Regions from separate parts of the Mus musculus genome. Here regions 2 and 3 are each linked to region 1. Evidence: chromatin contacts called from public HiChIP or PLAC-seq data. All regions are on one chromosome and are shown on one strand. Each heading gives the region's core, a stretch centred on a gene start, on an enhancer-like site or on the middle of the called end of the contact. The rest is flanking DNA. Distances are from core to core; before and after follow the strand shown.

Region 1 (4,384 bases), core at 1,628-4,127:
GGGGATGTGAAGAATTGGAGAGAACTTTGTCTCTTGTTTGTTTGTGGGACAGGGTCTTGCTGTGGAGCCCAGGTACTTGCAGTCATCCCACTTTGTCCTCCTCAGTGCTGGGACTTAAGTACTACCAAGCCCAGTGGCAAGCAGTTTCCAGTTAAGCGAGAAACTGTGTTAGAAGAGATAATTCTGGATGGATTTCACTTGTGGAGGGAGCGGCACAGAGAAAGGAGCTATTTTGTTTATTAAAGTAAAATTGAGGACTCTGAGGTAAAGAGGGAAGGAGGGGGAATGGTCACTTTGCTGTCAGCCAACGCTACACAGTGTGACCTTGTCTCCAAAGCAAACAAGCCAAAACAATAAAACAACAACACAAACCCAACTGACTAAGCAACACACATGAGTGAGACTGGGATGTATCCCAAAGAAAGGATGACACAGCACATGCCTGGGTTAGATGATAGTAGTCAAACAGGCATCATATCCATGGTCAACTATGTGTTTTTAAAATAATGCTTATTTTTGGGAATTTTATATATAAGTTAGGGTGTGGGTGTCTGAGTTTTCCCATTCCATTTTGCAGTGCCCACTGATGTCATTTCTAAGGGTGTGTCTCGGCAACAGGCTGAGTGGACTTGCTAGAGAGAGAGTGAGGCCAAATAGGCAGGACATCAAACTTCCTTTCTCCACCACCTAGGCTGCCATTAGCAAGTGCTGCTCAGATTTAGGGTGAGGCTACCGACTTCAAGTAACCCGAATAAAATCCCTCACAGGCCTGCCCAGCAGCCTGGGTTTCAGTTGATTCCAGGTGTAATCAAACTAACAACCAGGACTAATTGGCCATCACAGTCCAATATTTGTTTTGTAGACAAGGTCTACTATGTAGTCCTGGCTGGCCTGGAGCTCACTAGGTGGACGTCTCTGCCTCTGCCCCTCTGCCCCTCTGCCCCTCTGCCCCTCTGCCCCTCTGCCCCTCTGCCTCTCTCTCTGCCTCTCTCTCTCTGCCTCTCTCTCTGCCCCTCTCTCTCTGCCTCTCTCTCTGCCTCTCTCTCTCTGACTCTCTCTGACTCTCTCTGACTCTCTGCCTCTCTCTCTGCCTCTCTCTCTGCCCCTCTGCCCCTCTGCCCCCTCTGCCTCTGCCTCTGCCCCTCTGCCCCTGACTCTGCCTCTCTGCCTCCCTCTGCCTCCCTCTGCCTCCCTCTGCCTCCCTCTGCCTCCCTCTGCCTCTGTGCCTCTGCCTTTCCTGCCTTTCCTGCCTCTCTTGCTTCTTGCGTCTTCGTGCCTCTGCCTCTCTGCCTCTCTGCCTCTTTGCCTCTCTGCCTCTCTGCCTCTCTGCCTCTCTGCCTCTCTGCCTCTCTGCCTCTCTGCCTCTCTGCCTCTCTGCCTCTCTGCCTCTCTGCCTCTCTGCCTCTCTGCCTCTCTGCCTCTCTGCCTCTCTGCCTCTCAGGCACTAGATGACAGGTCTGAGTCACATTGCTTGCTTGAAATATCTCAGACTCTTTGACATGACGTTTGACAGGACCAGAAAACAGAAAACCACCAGAGGAATTAAGTGACTCACCCAATCTTACAGAGGTATAATGACCCAAGTCTAGAACTTATCAGTGGTTTTTGACTCTGGTGTTTTTTTTTTTTTTTTTTTTTTTTTTTTTCTATTAAACTATACTAGATCTGGGATAACCTTCTGTCAATGGGTATTGAGTTGTAATCACCGATGTCTTAGTTAGGGTTTTACTGCTGTGGACAGACACCATGACCAAGGCAACTCTTATAAGGACAACATTTAATTGGGCTGGCTTACAGGTTCAGAGTTTCAGTCCATTATCATCAAGGTGGGATCAGGGCAGCATCTAGGCAGGCATGATGCAGGCAGAGCTGAGAGTTCTACATCTTTATCTGAAGACCACTTCCACAGTAACACACCCACTCCAACAAAGCCACACCTTCAAATAGTGCCACTCCCTGAGTTGAGCATATACAAACCATCACAGCTGAATATTAGATAGATTGTATGGGAAGCTGTACTTAGGAACAAGAAAAGAAAAATGTGAATTGGAAGTGCTTTGGACTATTAAACCACCTCTACAGTGTAGATTTAAACTCATGGCCATCCTCGTGCCTCTGTCTCCCGAATGCTTGGATCCCAGACACTAGTCCCGCATCTGCCACTCTTTTAAAGCCCTGACTCCTTTATATTTTCAGATTAGCCCTAAACTTTAGCTTTTCCTGTTGCCTGGGGGCAGTAGCAGGATATACCAACCTGCCCCTCGTTAGCACCCAGGAGGGGACAGTTCCAGGGAACTTGAAACTTTGCCAGTAGGCCTCCTAACCAGAGCGAGAAAGAATGGGACCCCAGGGCCTAAGTTTCTGTAGGAGGTTAAGAAATCAGGGCACCAACTCTAACCCAGATAGGCAAACTTTATTTGCCTTTTCCTGGCAGCTCAAGAAGCGATGCTGAACTCTCAAAATGAAGAGCCTTGGGACCCGAGCAAGGTCACCTGCCAGGGTCTGGTGACAGGCCATTTGTGGGAATTCACTTCTCTTTCCCTGCAGGTCCTCCAGCTTAACATCTTCCCTCAGGAGGACCAGAAGTAGCTGACACTCCAGCGCATCGCCCAGGTGTGATTCAGGGTCTGCGGAGGAGGACTGCTCTTTTAGGTGATGGACAGATCCTGTCTCAGTCAGCTGGGGACCCCGGTGCCCTTGAGAAACAGGAATGCCAGACTGGGGTTCAGTCCAACAGCCCCCTTGAATCCTGCTGACTGGAATGTCCCTGCCGTCCTCAGCCGCTACCAACTGTCGCTGGACGAGGGTGCCGTGCCAGGGCTGGCGGCGCCCGTGGGACGGAGGGCTCGGCGAGTGGGGAGGGGGACGCGTGGGGAGGGCGGGCGCGCGATCGAGGGAGGTGGGCGCTGGGTTGGCGCTCCGGGGACCCGGCGCTGCGCCTCCAGTAGAGGCGCCGCACAGCAGAGGGGGCCGCCGTGGCCGCCGCAGAGCGTGCGGGGGCTCGGTCTGGCGGCGGGCAGCTGAGGGGCGACTGCGCCCGCGCAGCAGAGCCGAGTGGAGTGGAGCGCGCAACCTGACCGCCGCCGCCTGGCATATGCCATCACCGCCACAAAGAGCTCGCTGAGCTCAGGCGACGGAGCTCCCGGGGCTGCGCGGCACAGGAGGCTCTGCGCGGCGGACCCGGGGGGGAAGGGACCAGACTGAGGATGGCCCGGAAGAGAAAGCCCCCCAGCAGCCAGGGTGAGTCCTTCTCGTCTCCACCTCCATATCCACGTCTCCGCTGGCGGTATCGCAGCCTGGCTTGGCCAAGTGGCAGGTAGCAGCGGGCAAGAGTTTGCCTTCTGCAGGGGATGGGTTGGGGAGAGACTCTTCTGCACACGGTTGTCTCCCTCGGCCTCGGGGACTCTTGAGAAGGAGTTTGTCTCTGGTTTGGAACCTGGAGACTCTTGTCACCACACTCCCTTTCTACACTGCGGCTTGGGGATCGGGTATCTGTTGCATTTTGCCTGGCTCCTGAGGAGAAGTGACTTGGTTGCTAGAGTCAGTCTCTCTCCCTCTCCTGTTCCAACCTCTATCTCTCTATCTTCATCTCCTCTCATCTGTCTCTTTTCCTAAAGCCCTGATTCTTTCCCCTCCTTCATCTCCCGGGGCACGCGGGGAGGGGCGGCTGCGGGGGGGGGGGGGCAGGCAAGTTCTGCATCCATTTTCTTAATCTTCCCATCCCTGGTTGTCTGGCTGTCTCTCTCCCCACCCCAACCTATTGTCAAGGGCCTTGCTACTAGCCAGATCCTTGTGGGCTCTTGTCCAGACGGGCTTGGACTCCAACTGGGTCATCCCCCTGTTGCTTCTTTGGAAATACATTTGCCAAAAGTTGGAAAGTTGAGGGGTGGAAAGGATGCTGGAAGGTTGTGGGAAGAGCTTGTTGCTAGGGTAACTCGAGGCACCTCTGCTCACTTTGGGCGAAACCAGGGAAAACCTGCCTCCTGCTTGGCTCCCATCAGCCCTGGGGAACAGGTGCGCGGAGCGCAAACTCAGCGAGGTAGTGACTCGCTGCCAGATCCTTCCCTGGCTGCAGCACTGGGGACAGAGGGAAGGGGGTGACAAGGCACCAAGCAGCACGAGAAGGGCATGCATATACAGACAGGAACCCGAGGGTTGTTTCCAGGAAGAACGATCAATGTTTAAAGTTGGTTTGCAACGCAGTGGACCTCATAGCCTGTGGGACAGAGACTCCTTACACCCCTTGGGGTTATCCCTTGGGGTCATCCCGCGGTGAGAGCTAGGCCTAGGATGAAATGTGTTGCTTTGGACCACAGCAGTGCAAGGACCTTGGGTTTGCTTCTTGTTCTTTTCCCTAGTTTTTGCTGGGGATTCCAGTTTACTT
Region 2 (3,990 bases), core at 869-3,368, 570 kb after region 1:
GAGCATCCATTTCACTGCCTGCCACACTGTTCATCAAACATCAATTATAGCATAAAATCTAGTATTGTAATGCCACAAAGTTAGCAAAAACAGCCTTGTGTCATTTGGTAGCTGGGTTTTGGAGACTGTGCCTGCAAAAGCTAAAGCGAAGGAAGTATTAATGCCAAATAAAGAACCAAATAAGAAACAAAGATGCCAATAGAACTCTAAGATAAAATGAAACCCGGAGCAACCACTTTGCAATAAAACACTACAGGCTGTCCTTATGACATCAGGCAAAGAGGGAGAGCAGGAACCAGGTATAGAAAGTAAAGACCAAAGGGAAAAGATCGGTGCATGCTCACATGTAAGTAGTTTCAGGGAAACAATATCATTAGGCCAAAGCACCAATGCTTACAGAAATGTGTTTGTGGTCTACACCGCAAGAACTGCCGAAGTCAAATAAACTAGGAGATGAACAAGCAAAAAAGGCAAAAGCAAGAATGCTCAGGAGTGTGAGCAGTTACAGAAATGGAGAAATATGCTCAGGATCATTATAATCAGGGAATCTCAAATTAAAACTTCAGTGAGGCATAATTTTATAACGATTACAGACAGAATAATTAATGAGATTACATCGAGTGTTGGGGAATGTATTTTTTTTGTTATTGCTGCTGTTATAAAATGCCTGACAGAAGTACTAGAGGGAAGAAAGGAAGGAAGGAAGGAAGGAAGGAAGGAAGGAAGGAAGGAAGGAAGGAAGGAAGGAAGGAAGAGATTGTCTTGGTTCACAGTTTGAGGGATAGAGTCCTTGTAACTGGAGAAGAATGACTGACTGTACAGGAGAAAGGCCATTGATCACGTGATGTCTGAAGTCAGTCACAAAACTCGGAGGCGGAATTTCTGGTATTCAGCTTACTTCCTGCTTTTTATTTGTCCCAGGACCCCAGATCTAGGAGGTGCCACCCACATTCAGAGTAGCTTTCTCTTAGTAAAACCTCCCTGGAAACTCCCACACAGACATGTTTAGAGGTGCTTCTCTTGGGTGGTTCTAAATTCATTCCCGTTGAAGAGAAGATAACATCACAGCTGGGATGAAGGAAACTAGGAACTCTTGGCTAATGAGAGCATGAGTTGTCACAACCCGTTTAGAAAAGAGTTTGGCATCATACCGAAAGGTTGAACATTACTGTTCAACAGGATATAGCAGCTTGACTCCAGACTTCTCTAGAAAAACACATGTATAAAATGTTTAACAAGCAAATATGATTTCCTTTCTCCAAACTGGGGTGAGTCTAGAAGTCATTAAGGCCGAGTCCCAGGGGAGGTCTATGTTCTTTACATAAAGGGCAAAGAGCTCTATATCTGCACGTATCCATGGTTGTTATGAATGAATGCTGCAAACAAGCAAATGGGAAAAGATGCAAAGATGACAGGATATATGCAGCCAAAGGTCAGGGAGAGAAATTACTGGGCAATTTCAACAACTTCAGTGTGCAGCGTCCAGGAGCACGCACCGTGCACTACAGGTGGAAACTCAGGTAGGACGGAAGTTCTTGGGGCTGAGGCTGGCTGAGGCAGGGACCATGGGACAAGGCCCCAGCTACATGCTCATATTTGGCTTAAGAGGGAATGCCAATTGTACTTTTAAAGATTCTAGTATCCTCTTCACCTTGATTATAGAAGATCTCAGTCTGTTATAGGACATTTTGTCTTTTTCTCTATGTTTTATATTTCAAATGAAGTGTCTTAAAATTTCTGAAAGGAAACAAAGTCAGTGGTGGGCAAGAGAGAAGAGCCAAGCATTGGAAGAAAATTCTCTTGAAGTAAAAGCCATCACGATCACATTTGTTTTTAAAAAGCATTTACTACAGGTTTGCTCTGGGACTTATCTTCCTGTTAAGAACTGGGCAGAATCCTATTTTTAACCTGTGCCAGTAGTAATTTAACCTGTGCCAGGGTTATTTAGTGGGGGAACATGATGCCTTATGACTTCAATCAGCTGAAGTCAAACCCAATCGAGGGGCTTTATTTTGTGTAATACAGACCAGAGCGAGCCTTTGGTAACTGCAGGACGGTTCCTGCCTAATTGGATGGCTGCTGAGTCTTTTCAGGACATCCTCTGCCCGCTCACTCGGCTCCTTCCGCATCATTCAAAGCTAAACCAGCTGCAGTAATGAATGTAAAGGCTTCCTGCTCTCAGTTGCCTCCTGATTCCTCCGCTAAATGCGGCTTGTCGCTTTCAATTTAGGCAAACATCATTACACAACCCAACTCCTTCTTTACGAGTTTCCTAGGAGGATCTCGGAGCTCCTAGCCCACTTGAAGGAGGCTAGGCAGTCTGTCTAGAAGATTCTAGATGTGGTATTAGTCCCACTGTACAGATTGGACAAATGGGTGATTTTTCTCCTTCTTGATCCTGCATCGTTATTTGCTTTCAGAGCCTGTGGTGTTGCTCAAGGGTGTTGCTTTGTGATTAGCTAGTTACTAGGAGCCATTCAAATGCAGATGCGATGCTGAGCGCTCCTCCGGGGGAGGGGAGTTTCAGAAAAAATGTTTCAGAGTTAAAATCCAACCCTGAACCTTGTGCTGGTGTAACTGACAGGGATTTCAGTCTGTTTCCACTGTAGGATGTGGGTGGTCTCTGCTGTGGACCCTGGTGGGCTGCCCCGCAAACTGAATAGAAACTGAAAAGGAAGGAGGTACCTGAAGAGAGGGGGAGGGGGCCTACGGAGGCTTAGGTAGGGGTAGGAAAGGATCTCCCAGGGCAGTTAGTTCTTGGAAAGGAAGCAAGAAACAGCTGAGTTATAAGGATACGTTACGGTGAAGGCTTTCCACTACCCAGCAAGAATGATCCCTGGGACACTGTCAGATCTCAGATCGGGACTCTTGTTGACACTGTCACATCATCACTTGGTTTTGATAAACCTCTAACAGTGTGACTCAGACCTTTTAGCTAATGTCTCTGGTTCTCATCTTCTACACCGGTCAACAGATAATACAGTTCTCATCGCCCTGGACCATACCTGGTCCTTAGTGCACAATCAAGCCCATTGCTGAGGCTGAAATAAATTGTCATGGTTACTTGTGAGACCAGAACGATTAATCTGGCTCTATTAGAAGAATAAGACAATTAATGGCTTAACCATGCAACATTTATTATTATAAAATGAGCTTTTCGTCCTCAGCAGACAGATACCACTTTTCATGCCTGCAGCCATTAATTAGACTTAGACTCTAAATAGGAACGTTCCAGAGAAACCTTGTGAGGTTTTGCTCTCTTGCCCTTTTTCCTGACAGATTTGGATCTCTACTCCATCAGGCCTATATCTTAAGTCTCTTTGTTAGGGACCAGCAATAAATTACCTGAGGTCAAGTTCTGTTTATACAGTGGACGGTTCTGAGAGAATTCCCTTCTTGACTTAATCGCTTCCTTTCGGGTGACATTTCTCCCTGAAAGAAGACAAATTGTCCAGGGTCAGCCTGCAGATCAGCTCCGAGTGTAAGAGGAAATTGTAGTGGATCAGCCAAATTGCACCAGCTCCTCCAACCAGCTTCCGGGAGCACGCCGCCAGTCAGGGGCTGCCCTGAGGGACCAGCAGGGCAGCCTGGGGCTGTCCCTGCAAGAACAGTTTTCCAACCTTTCTCTTCAGGCTGCTCTTGCTTGAGGTTTCCTAAACGTGCAGGGTTTTCCTGAGTTGCTTTGAAAGTCCACCTCTTACCTAACATCTGATTCAGGCATCTGAAGGGAAGAGTGCCTGAGGTGAGACACTTGTGGGCTTGAATCTGTCTGGTCTCTCGGTTAGAGTGGCAGAGTGAACTCCAAATTGCCATTTTAACAAAGAAGGAACTTGAGAAATTAGAAGTAGACTTACAGTCCTTGATGGCTTTCAGAGCACTAAAAAATAGAGTCATTATTCTTAAAGGTGAATGTCTCCTACAAGACATTATTTTCCTTTATTTTTATTTATTTTTAAGGCCACTTTTTATTAGATACTTTTTAATTTACAT
Region 3 (3,867 bases), core at 1,282-3,781, 620 kb after region 1:
AGGCTCAGAGACGACACACTGGGCACAGCCATGAGCGTGTCCAGAAGGGATCGTGGTAAATGATATACTCTTATTTCCAACATTGAAGCTAGCAAGGCAGAGTGAAGTCCCTTCTTCTTTTATATTTTTTTTACCAGGTTGCAAAGTTATTAAATAACAGAGCTGAATGTGAGATTTGAACCCAGTGAGCCATGTGCCCACCCTCACCTCTGTGCTGCTGAAGAGGCAGGCCTCCCTGCTGAGTTGCAGATCACTTTTTAACTTAAAAACTTACCACATCGTCTCTCGCACACGGTTTGTGTGTGACCAGCAGCCAGCAGCAGTGTTGCTTCTGAACTCCAGAGCCTTCTGTGCTCTAAAATGACAGACAACTCAACTGTAAAACTTAGCAAGATGAGTACATTTGCATTGTAGAACATGGTGGGCATTCTTAAGTTAGTACTCAGAAAGATGACTGAAAAATAATTCAGTGTATTTTGGGTAAAGATAACCTAGGAGAAAAATCAATTCAAGTAACTTAGGGCTCAGATGGTAAAAGTACTCAGGTGTCTTCAGAAACAGGGGCGTGCTTTTGGTTTGCTTCTGTGTTTGTGTTGTGCTGCTGGGGATGAAACCCAAGATCTTATGAATGGCAGCTGAGCACACCTACCCTGGGTCACAAGCCTCTCTGGGCATGTGTTTGCTGGAAGAAAAGGATGAAGGACTTATATGTTAGCAGTATTTCACCATAAAAAAGTGAAAAAGGGAGAAGGCACCTCCTGTAGAACAGGGTGGCTAACACTACGGAAGGCCGACCATTTGCTGACGTCTGGGATGGGCACACCTTTCGACATGTTCCTCACCACTATGGAAATGTATTTGAGATCCCTAAAGTAGACTGCATATGCAAAGCAGCGAGGAGCAATGTGTCAAAGCTCTGGAGAGGCTGTCATTCCAACAGCGACCTAAACACTGCTTCTTTGCAAATTCTAATCGGTATATACAGATCCTTCCCTCAGAGTCTGCAAAGGGAGAGCAGAAAACCACACACATGAAGACCACCGCATCTCTACAACAACCACGCACACAAAGCTCTGGAGGCTCCTCTGGGAGCTGGTGGGGGAAGCGTGGGCCCTGAACGACCGGTTTTCATAGTGAGGCTCTAGGAACATGGGCTGGCTGTTATAAACAACCTCCGAGCCAAATGAGTGGTTTATGCTTAGCAAATGTACACAATGTCACACCACGACTTGGAACATCTCTGGCTTACCTATGTTTTCTCCACCCTGATTTTTTTTTTCACTTTCCTTCTTTTCTAATAAAGCAGAGTAAAAATAAATAGCCACCAAGTATAAGATACATAAGCTAGACAAGGTTCAGAAAGCATCCTATGACAACTCAGAATGGACAGCCACTCTTAAGTGGGCACTGTGCTTGTCTGCACCTCTTTCTGTGTCTGGCATAACAGTGGAGCTTGGAGAGTCGTGTCTCAGCTATGTAGATATAGGGGAAGCATTATAGGACAGCTACTCCAGAAGCTGAGGCAGGAGGACCACAGGTTCCAGGAGTTCTTGGTCTATTAAATGTGTTCAAGATCAGTCTATGCAGCTTTGAAAGATCCTGTTTTAGAAGGTTTAAAAAAAAAAAAAAACAAAAGGTAGGGAGGAGGCTGGAAGTTTCACTCAGTGGTAGAGTGTTTGCTGAGCATGATCGAGACCCTAAGTTCGGTTCTCAGTACTCTGCCACTCCTAAATGAAGAACAGGAACAAGACAAAGACAAGTAACTAAAGAAAATAGTTCAATCTTGGCAGTTGGTTAAAATGAGGAAAGGATTGCAGGTTACAGAACAATATAAATTTGGATTTTCTAAAGTAAATTCTGCTTAAAAATGAAAATATATAAAATATATATCATATTCTATTATGATTATATTTTGTATAATCATAATTATAATATGTTTTCATTATAGATATTTTACACATAGTATATACATATATATTTATACATTTATAAATATATTATACATATATGTGTATGCATCCCTCATATGCATATACATATGAATGTGTTGTGAAACATGGCTTGGAGAAGAGACAACAGTGTTTTGGAGACTCGTCTGAATAAACCCAGGCAGGGCAGTTGTAGAAGAGGTGTGGGCAGCTAGCTTGTGAGCAAGAGTGTCCATGAACAGAACGGGAGTGGTGGAAGCAATATAAACATGAACAGACCTCGATAATCTGGGACTTCAGTACGTGAAGAACCAAGCGGAACCTAGCGACTTTTAACCAGCAATATGGGGCCAGGCACGATGAGAAATGTTGGAAATAAATTACCCTATTTCACGTGTTGTCTAGTTATCCTGTGTTGTGGGACAGGAAGAGGATGAGAGCGTGCAGCCAGGGGCTTTGACCATGTATCTACAGTACTGTTTCATTTAGAGCTAAAATGCCCAGGGCTGTAATAATGACACCGGCCACCAGGGGGCAGCGACCCCTTAACCTTCGGGCGCCCATCTCATAGCGACAGTGATTGGGTTAGCGCGGCTCGAGGGCGAGCGTGACCGAAGGGACTTGGAGACTCGAGCTCCTCCAGCGCTCTGTAAATCCAATCCCCAGCCTTCGCCACTTAAGCTAGCTCCACCATCACCCGGAGGACGCATTAGCATTGCACAGCCTCCCCCGGCCCGGGCCTCACCCCGTCCAGAAGGAGGATGCGCCCTGCGCAGGAGCTGGTGGTGAAAAACTCTTCCCGCGAGTTCAGGAGCTCCACCACCTCCACCGCGTCCTCGTCCACACTGCCCTTGCGGCTAAGGTCCGCCTTGCTCAGACTCTGCGCCTTCCACCGGCCGAACTCCGCGCTACGGTCCATGAGCGAGCGAGCGAGCTGGGGTCGGCTTTCTGCTCTGGAATGCGCCTTCTTCTCCATGGGCGCAGCCATATTGCCGCCACGGTGGCCGGAGAGGACCAAAGTTCCCCATTGGCGCAACCAGGAGCAAGACGTGCGCCGCCAGACCGTACAGGCGTAAACCGAGAGGGGGAGCCTAGCGAAGTTAGGGAAAGCCAGCCCACCTCTTTCCCCACAGACCTTCTGGAGCTTAGGAGGTTTTGTTTCCTACTCTAGAGGAGGGTAAGTCACCCAGGACCGCAAGCAAGGTCCTACTCTTGTCTGCCGGGAGGCTTTTTTTTTTTTTTTTTTCTTTCTTTCAAGTTCTAGGCTCCAGGAGATCTATCTGCACTGGAGAACTGCACAGCAGGCGGCCGGTGGTTCCGACTGGGGTAGCTGCCTACTGATGCCTGGGGATTTCTGCCGCCACCCAGGCACTCGCGCCCCAACTCCGGGTTCACAACTTCCCAGGTGCAGGTAGAGGAGGTCTGTGTTCTGTCCTCCGGTGTGTATGCAGTGGGCGTTGTTATTCCTATTTTTAGACATAGTGGCACCCACCTACAGTAGTCTTCAAAAGAAAGAAGAGAGACCTAGAGAGAGTCAGAGACAGAGGGACACAGAGAGGGACAGAGTTAGAAAAACCTAATACATTGTTAACTACATCTTGCGCATTTACAGTTCCCAGAGTTCCTGCCTCAGTCTTGTGACCAGAAAAGACCTGTTAATGATTGAAAGTGCAGAGGCCACTGTGTGGACTTCGTGTCCACCTCGAGCCCCTGAAGCCACCATAACTCCCCGCTGGCTCCTGCCCTAGGAAATGCAGCTTGTAGCAAGCAGCATTCTGTCACACTGAAGCGGGGCCTGCCCTGTCCATGAGATGCTGCAGGGGTACAGAGTGATCAGTGTGAAAGCAAGACCGTGACAACATCATATAGCCAGAAGACTTGGACTGGATACTTTAATTTTCATCATTTATTCGTGTTTCCAAGTTAATAGTAAGCCACA

The links. HiChIP or PLAC-seq counts read pairs in DNA pulled down with a chosen protein or histone mark.
Region 2: an H3K4me3 HiChIP or PLAC-seq map of craniofacial prominence shows a contact between it and region 1, with 4 times the contacts expected there. The contact joins the enhancer-like site here to the promoter of Slc44a5 in region 1. A contact is called at or near these places in 5 of 39 promoter capture datasets (3T3-L1-derived adipocytes, the C10 cell line, embryonic stem cells and 2 more), 7 of 115 datasets of contacts at active chromatin or transcription factors (craniofacial prominence, embryonic forebrain, embryonic stem cells and 2 more) and 1 of 9 other capture datasets (embryonic stem cells).
Region 3: an H3K4me3 HiChIP or PLAC-seq map of embryonic forebrain shows a contact between it and region 1, with 4 times the contacts expected there. The contact joins the promoter of Cryz here to the promoter of Slc44a5 in region 1. A contact is called at or near these places in 4 of 39 promoter capture datasets (the C10 cell line, the HPC-7 cell line, cranial neural crest and 1 more), 1 of 484 Hi-C or Micro-C datasets (embryonic stem cells), 6 of 115 datasets of contacts at active chromatin or transcription factors (the SCID.adh cell line, acute myeloid leukemia, embryonic forebrain and 3 more) and 4 of 9 other capture datasets (adipose tissue, liver, macrophages and 1 more).

What each region holds. Positions count from the first base shown.
Region 1 is chr3:153,970,559-153,974,942 of GRCm38.p6, forward strand. Slc44a5 (solute carrier family 44, member 5) reads left to right here and starts at 2,878. Exons shown (of 22, transcript NM_001081263.1): 1 at 2,878-3,240. The coding sequence starts at 3,207.
Region 2 is chr3:154,545,558-154,549,547 of GRCm38.p6, forward strand. No RefSeq gene overlaps it. Among named protein-coding and RNA genes, the nearest start is that of Gm40186, 20 kb to the right of the region's middle. Within about 2 kb of position 2,119, at least 27 of the 459 cell types and tissues checked have an H3K27ac peak or open chromatin away from gene starts, as enhancers often do. A contact at or near this core is called in craniofacial prominence and embryonic stem cells, where this site is marked.
Region 3 is chr3:154,594,180-154,598,046 of GRCm38.p6, forward strand. Cryz (crystallin, zeta) reads left to right here and starts at 2,532. Exons shown (of 9, transcript NM_009968.4): 1 at 2,532-3,105. Tyw3 (tRNA-yW synthesizing protein 3 homolog (S. cerevisiae)) reads right to left here and starts at 2,919. Exons shown (of 6, transcript NM_172474.5): 1 at 2,674-2,919; 2 at 275-355. The coding sequence starts at 2,847.